2 separate regions of the Mus musculus genome follow, and region 2 is linked to region 1. The links are chromatin contacts, called in public promoter capture Hi-C maps. All regions are on one chromosome and are shown on one strand. Each heading gives the region's core, a stretch centred on a gene start, on an enhancer-like site or on the middle of the called end of the contact. The rest is flanking DNA. Distances are from core to core; before and after follow the strand shown. Region 1 overlaps Ankrd44 (ankyrin repeat domain 44). Region 2 overlaps Ankrd44 (ankyrin repeat domain 44).

Region 1 (2,985 bases), core at 110-2,609:
CTCCAGCAAAAGGTGTAGCCCAGATTAAAGGTGTGTTCCACCACACCTTTAATCCCAGATGAAAGGCATAGCCCAGATTAAAGGTGTGTTCCTTAACTCGGAGATTCAATCTTCTGGAATCCATAGCCACTATGGCTCAAGATCTTCAAACCAAGATCCAGATAAGGATCTCCAAGCCTCCAGATAAGGGTCACTGGTGAGCCTTCCAATTCCGAATTGTAGTTCATTCCAAATATTGTCAAGTTGACAACCAGGAATAGCCACTACAAGCCTATACAACCTGACCTGATAACTTTGACCTAGGTGTATGGCCCAAGTGTACAGAGTCTGGCGTTTGATTCTTCTTGAGCTAGAAGAATGGCACCTCCTTAGACTCAGCTGTTAGGAGGAGGTTATGATGATTCTCCCATTTGATTCTATTCTGTTTTGGTTTATTTGAGTCAAGGTCTTGGTGGGTAGCCCAGGCTGGCCTAGAGCTAATTCCCTGGCTTGAGTCCTCTGAGTGCTGGAGTTACAACAAGTGCCACCACACTGAGGCAAGGGTCTAACTTTACAAATGATGGGGAAGACTCTGGTGCCTGGACTTGTGTTGCCTTAATGACTGCACACAGGTGTGATGTGTGCGTGCTGGGTGACTGACACAGGAGATAAAACAGACTGCTTTCTCCTTCTGGAAAGGTGCCCGGCCTGAAGGATTGCTTTACATGTGATTTTGTATATATGTAAAAACTGCAACTAGAATCTCAGAAACATGGCTCATAATAGCAAAGGGACACCAAATCCCCACGGTTGCTCATATCAGGAAGTTTACAGTGCGTCCTAGGAAATGGCTGCTAGTGGGCACAGTGGTGAGCGCACATAATTTGACATATGCCAGGTAGAGTATGGAGGATCAAGCACTCAGGATTATCCTTATCTATGAAGTGAGTTCAAGGTCAGTCTGAGTTATATAAGATCTTATCTGAGTCTCTTCCCCCTAGCCCCCCAAGTGGCTAGTCAAACGAAAAAACAATGGCTGGATTCATAGTGTCTCGCGAGATGTGCGTTAGGCTGTGCAGTTGCTGGGCACTAACAAGGCAGGAACTGATTTAACTCTGATCTGTAGTGGTCTGAGCACAAACTAGCCAAGGCTGGAAGAATGATTCCACAGAGCTTTCTCCCTTCTGCACATGGTGGGGGCGAGCCTGTGTGCGTGCATGTGTGTTTTACGTGTTTTAGTATAGCTTCCACTTTTTTTTTGGCAAAGATGGTTGCTTGAATTTCTGCTCTAAAATCTTGAGCAGAGATAGCAGGAAGAGGGCATAATCTCTTCCTTTTAAGAGCGTTTTGTGGTCAAGGGCCCATTGGTCAGAACCAGTCACATGCTGACTTATCTGCAAGGGTGGTTGAGAAATAAATCTTCCCCTAGATAGGCATGTGCCTGTCTGAGTGTCTATTAGTGTGGAGGGAATGGAGAATGTACGTTTAGGAGACACCCAGGGCCTCTGCTGGGGAGGAATGCTGACGCTTGCCCCTTACGGCTGTGGTTCTCAGACATGCTTGAAATTGACACATGTCTCTTGGGAGGCATGATGATTATTCAGTGATTGCCCCAGCATGTCATGCAGTGCTCTCTTTCTGCTGAACGTTGGTGCTCAGACATCTATGTTAGGAAAGTAACTGTGGAATGTACTGTCATTCTTAAGTTAAAAGCACGGTGCTTTCTTTACGCATTCTTTTGTGGGAAGGTTGGACTTATTTTAGCAAGTAGAAGTTTTAATAGAGAATTTCCATGTGCACAAACCCACATGTGTCAAAACGAGAAAAGGCTTTGCAAAGGCTGACCTCCAGGGATGAAGTAAAAATATTTCATTCTGGATGGGAATTGGATTCTGGCACTGCCAGTGGTCAGTAGTTAGAGCTGATTTCATGGCGCTGATTCTAGGAACGGGGCCAAAACATTCAAAACTCACTTGTAGACCCTACTCCCCTCACTGACCATATTAACACACATTATAGTTTGGCTCTGGGCTCTGTAATGATTCTGTTAAAATAGAGCAATATTTCTTGTTTTTCTACAAGGAGATGGGGCCAGAACGCTCTGCCTTTATTCTCTCTGGCTACTTCCTGTCTGGATTTTGTTTATTGCTCTCTGCCCAGACTGCTCTGTCAGAGGGAACTATTACATGACCAAGAAGGTTTGTTTGTATAAAAGTGCTTGAATATTTTGTTTTAGATGACAGGGTGATCTGTCCCTGATATTTGGATTCTCGTTGTAAAGCCTAGCACGTATCATATTTGATAGAATTTAAGTTGAGAGTTCTAGTTATGTGTGTGCATTTTACATATCTGTTTTCCCTCCAGTTTTTTTCATATTCCCATCACACATGGAAAATATGGTTTTGATATTTGAGACTTTTTGGGTCCTAGTCTTCTCTTAGGGGAAGACTTGGACTTGTTTTTTTGTGAGTATCTCAGAATAATCCAGCAGGCCTCCCTGTCTCCTGTTGGCTTCATCATATATATTGTGGCTCAAAACATCTTTGTTTTGTTTTGTTTAGCCACAAAATGTCTTATATTCTCTGGGGTCCCCGTTGCAATTCCACATTAAATAGGAGATCAGTAGTAAATAGCTACAACAAAAGATATAGAGAGTCCACAGTCATCAAAGCTTCATCAATGGCACGGAGGTGGCAGGGGAAAGTTTGCTTTAGAAGAGGTTGTTTCGGGCTGGTGAGATGGCTCAGTGGGTAAGAGCACCCAACTGCTCTTCCGAAGGTCTGGAGTTCAAATCCCAGCAACCACATGGTGGCTCACAACCATCTGTAACGAGATCTGACTCCCTCTTCTAGAGTGTCTGAAGACAGCTACAGTGTACTTACATATAATCAATAAATAAATCTTTAAAAAAAAAAAAAAAAAAAAAAAAAAAGAAGAGGTTGTTTCTCTTCTGGTATTTTTATTTTGAGTTGGCAAGAAAGTGTTTGGTAAATTTCCCTTTGCAGG
Region 2 (3,074 bases), core at 289-2,788, 90 kb after region 1:
TGCACTACTCCCTTATGATTCTCTGGATTTTCACTGGCATCTGTTGTAATGTTCTTTCTTTAAAAATGCAGTATTTTTAGTCCACTTATTTCATTATATACCATATTACGACTGTAAGGCTAATGTCCCCCTTTTCTTTCTAACTTTAATACCTTGGTTCTTGTCTATTCCTTTGGTTATTTTGCTAAGTGTTTGTTGGCTCTAACATTTCAAAGATGTGAATCTTTATTTAACCGAATCTTTGTATTACCTTTTTACTCTAGTTCGTTAATTTCTGCCTTGATTTGGGGTTTGGCTCAGCCTCTCTCTCTCTTTTTTTTTCCTCCCTCTCCAGGGCTTCAGAGTGAATTGCTGAGTCATTTACTTACATCTCTGTAACGTAAGGGCTTACGGCTAAAGACTTTCCTCTTAAAGTTGCCATAGCTGTACCCTCATAGTCCTGCTCAGTTGTACCCTCATTTTCATTTGATTCTAGACAGTTTAATTTCCTCCCTCTTCAATGTACTGACTGTCCTGCAGCCATCCCAAGTATCTATGCCTTGAGTCATATTTTTATGTGATCTGATAAGCTAAAAAAATGATTTGATTTATTTTCTATTTGTTAAGACTTGCTCTGACTCTTAGAATGTAATCTGTTTTGGAGACTACTCCGTGGGATGCTGAGACAAATGTCTTTTTCCCAGCCATTGAGTAGAATCTTATGTCTGTAAGATCTGTTTGATTTGTGGGGCTGGCAAACTACTTTTGGAATGTATTTGGCAACACCTAATAAAAGAAATGTGTGTATTCCTCTGTGTCTAGAGCTTCCTGTCCTTGGGCTCTGCCCTAGAGAATGCCTCATGAGCACACACAGAGGGGAGTATGTGAAAACCCACACTACAGCACCACTTAGGGGGAGAACTGAAATCAATCTGTCTGTCTGTCTGTCTGTGTCTCTCTCTCTCTCTCTCTCTCTCTCTCTCTCTCTCTCTCTCTCTATCTCTGTGTGTGTCTTTCTCATGTCTTCTGTCTTCTGTAAGGTTTGCTTTGTTGAGCTGAGCTGTGGAATTTTAACTCTAGAGATACTTTTCAAACAGGGCTTCTGAAGCAGACACGGGTTTACCGTGTTTGAGTTTGCTGGTGGGCATATGTTGGCCTGTTACATAAATACCTCTCGGTATTTATGTGGAGTTCAGTCGAAAAATAAACACACCCATTTTGGAAAAAGGTTGATATTTGTTTCCTTTTTTCTTTTCTTTCTGTTTTTTCTGTTTTACTTGTTTTGTTTTGTTTTATAGCCTTCCAGTTCCTAACCTCAAGACTCAGCTTCCTTACCATTTTATGCTTTTTTAAAAAATTTAAATCCAAGTCTCTTTTCTTCACATGATTGAAATCTCTCCAAGGTACCTATTACGTGCTTCTTCAGACATCTGCTTGTCTCAGGCAATCTCTATTCATATCAAGTTAAGCTAGTTGGACCCAAGTTGTCAGTTATTCTCCAGCATCTTTGATCTTTAGTGGAAGTTAGAATTGAAGAGACAACTCAACCTCTAATATTGCTCCAGTGTGTGCATTGGTGTGCAAATTAGTCATACCTAGGGAAGAGACTTGTTTGTTGTATGACAGATATTTAGAATGGGAAGAAAATAATGCCCTTTCAGCCAAGGATTCCCAAAGTACAGGATAAGCAATTCTTCAAGACAGAGGCGTGGGGTACCCCTCCTACTGCTTGTCTAACAGTGTCTTCAGCTTCCAGAAGGGCCTGGCCATATCAAGCTCACTGTGTGCTCATACTTCAACTTCCTCCTTTTCTTTCATCTGCTTCTTCGTGGTAAACAGACAACTTGGGAACTTCCTCTGCTGACCATCTCTGCCATATTGCACACTTAGCTCAGAGCCCAGCTGGCACTGTGTGGCTCTGGCTATTCAGAGAATGGAGTGTTCATCTGCTTTCCTTCTGGAGGACATGGGTCTTCTCTCGTCCCATGTGTCTCTCTATGTGCATAGGGTTGTCTGGCATTGGTGCTAGTGGGTTGTACTGGCTGGTTTTGTGTCAACTTGACACAGCTGGAGTTATCACAGAGGAAGGAGCTTCAGTTGAGGAAATGCCTCCATGAGATCCAGCTGTAAGGTATTTTCTCAATTAGTGATCAAGGGGGAAAGGCCCCTTGTGGGTGGGACCATCTCTGGGCTGGTAGTCTTGGTTCTATAAGAGAGCAGGCTGAGCAAGCCAGGGGAAGCAAGCCAGTAAGGAACATCCCTCCATGGCTTCTGCATCAGCTCCTGCTTCCTGACCTGCTTGAGTTCCAGTCCTGACTTCTCTGGTGATGAACAGCAGTATGGAAGTGTAAGCTGAATAAACCCTTTCCTCCCCAACTTGCTTCTTGGTCATGATGTTTGTGCAGGAATAGAAACCCTGCCTAAGACATGGGTAATGGAAAGGGATCCTCCTCTGTGATAGCATGCTCAGGAGCCAATTCCAGATGCTGCTAAGTTATTCTTTCCCTTGTATTCAAGGGTGTTGTGAAGAGTTGAGGGATGAACAGTCACTTTGTCATGGTGAGACCAGTTTGATGGAAGATGAGAAGAGACGTAAATGGTGAGAGTACTCAGCTCAGCCACTGTGTCCAGATGCTACTTTGTACTTGGCCTGGTCTTGGTTTTCCAGAAACTCCCCTCCAGGCATCCTATGACGCATGTACTAGGCTTTGTGGTTGGTTGAGGTTCTCAGATAAACTGGGGCCATTAGAGAAAGACTCCAGGGCCCCTGGGTAAGACATGTTTATTTTTTTCAGTTTCCAAGTGATACTTTTTCATGTCCTTTGAGACTTTCTGTCCAGACTTGTTCAGAATAGGAGGAGTGTGGGAAGAATTCACTATGACATGTGTTGATTTTACCCCAGCATTTGGCACCATGGCTGTCACAGTTATTCTGCTATTGTTACCTATAGTACTGTCCTGCTTTAGGGAGGTGATAACTAGACCCCACGATTCTTCATTGTGAGAGAACTGGATCTGTTTAACTTTGTACTCCTAATATTGTTCACAGCATGTTGCATTTGATAGCTTCTAAGCAGATATTTACGTGAGGAAAG

Evidence for each region. Capture Hi-C pulls out chosen DNA fragments and counts their contacts.
Region 2: a promoter capture Hi-C map of adipose tissue shows a contact between it and region 1. The contact joins two enhancer-like sites. A contact is called at or near these places in 1 of 484 Hi-C or Micro-C datasets (nephron progenitors), 1 of 115 datasets of contacts at active chromatin or transcription factors (the HPC-7 cell line) and 2 of 9 other capture datasets (adipose tissue and liver).

What each region holds. Positions count from the first base shown.
Region 1 is chr1:54,887,100-54,890,084 of GRCm38.p6, reverse strand. The region is part of intron 1 of Ankrd44 (ankyrin repeat domain 44); the gene reads left to right. Among named protein-coding and RNA genes, the nearest start is that of Ankrd44, 38 kb to the left of the region's middle. Within about 2 kb of position 1,359, at least 68 of the 459 cell types and tissues checked have an H3K27ac peak or open chromatin away from gene starts, as enhancers often do. A contact at or near this core is called in the HPC-7 cell line and adipose tissue, where this site is marked.
Region 2 is chr1:54,797,360-54,800,433 of GRCm38.p6, reverse strand. All of the region lies in intron 2 of Ankrd44 (ankyrin repeat domain 44), which reads left to right. Among named protein-coding and RNA genes, the nearest start is that of 4930444A19Rik, 120 kb to the right of the region's middle. Within about 2 kb of position 1,538, at least 55 of the 459 cell types and tissues checked have an H3K27ac peak or open chromatin away from gene starts, as enhancers often do. A contact at or near this core is called in the HPC-7 cell line and adipose tissue, where this site is marked.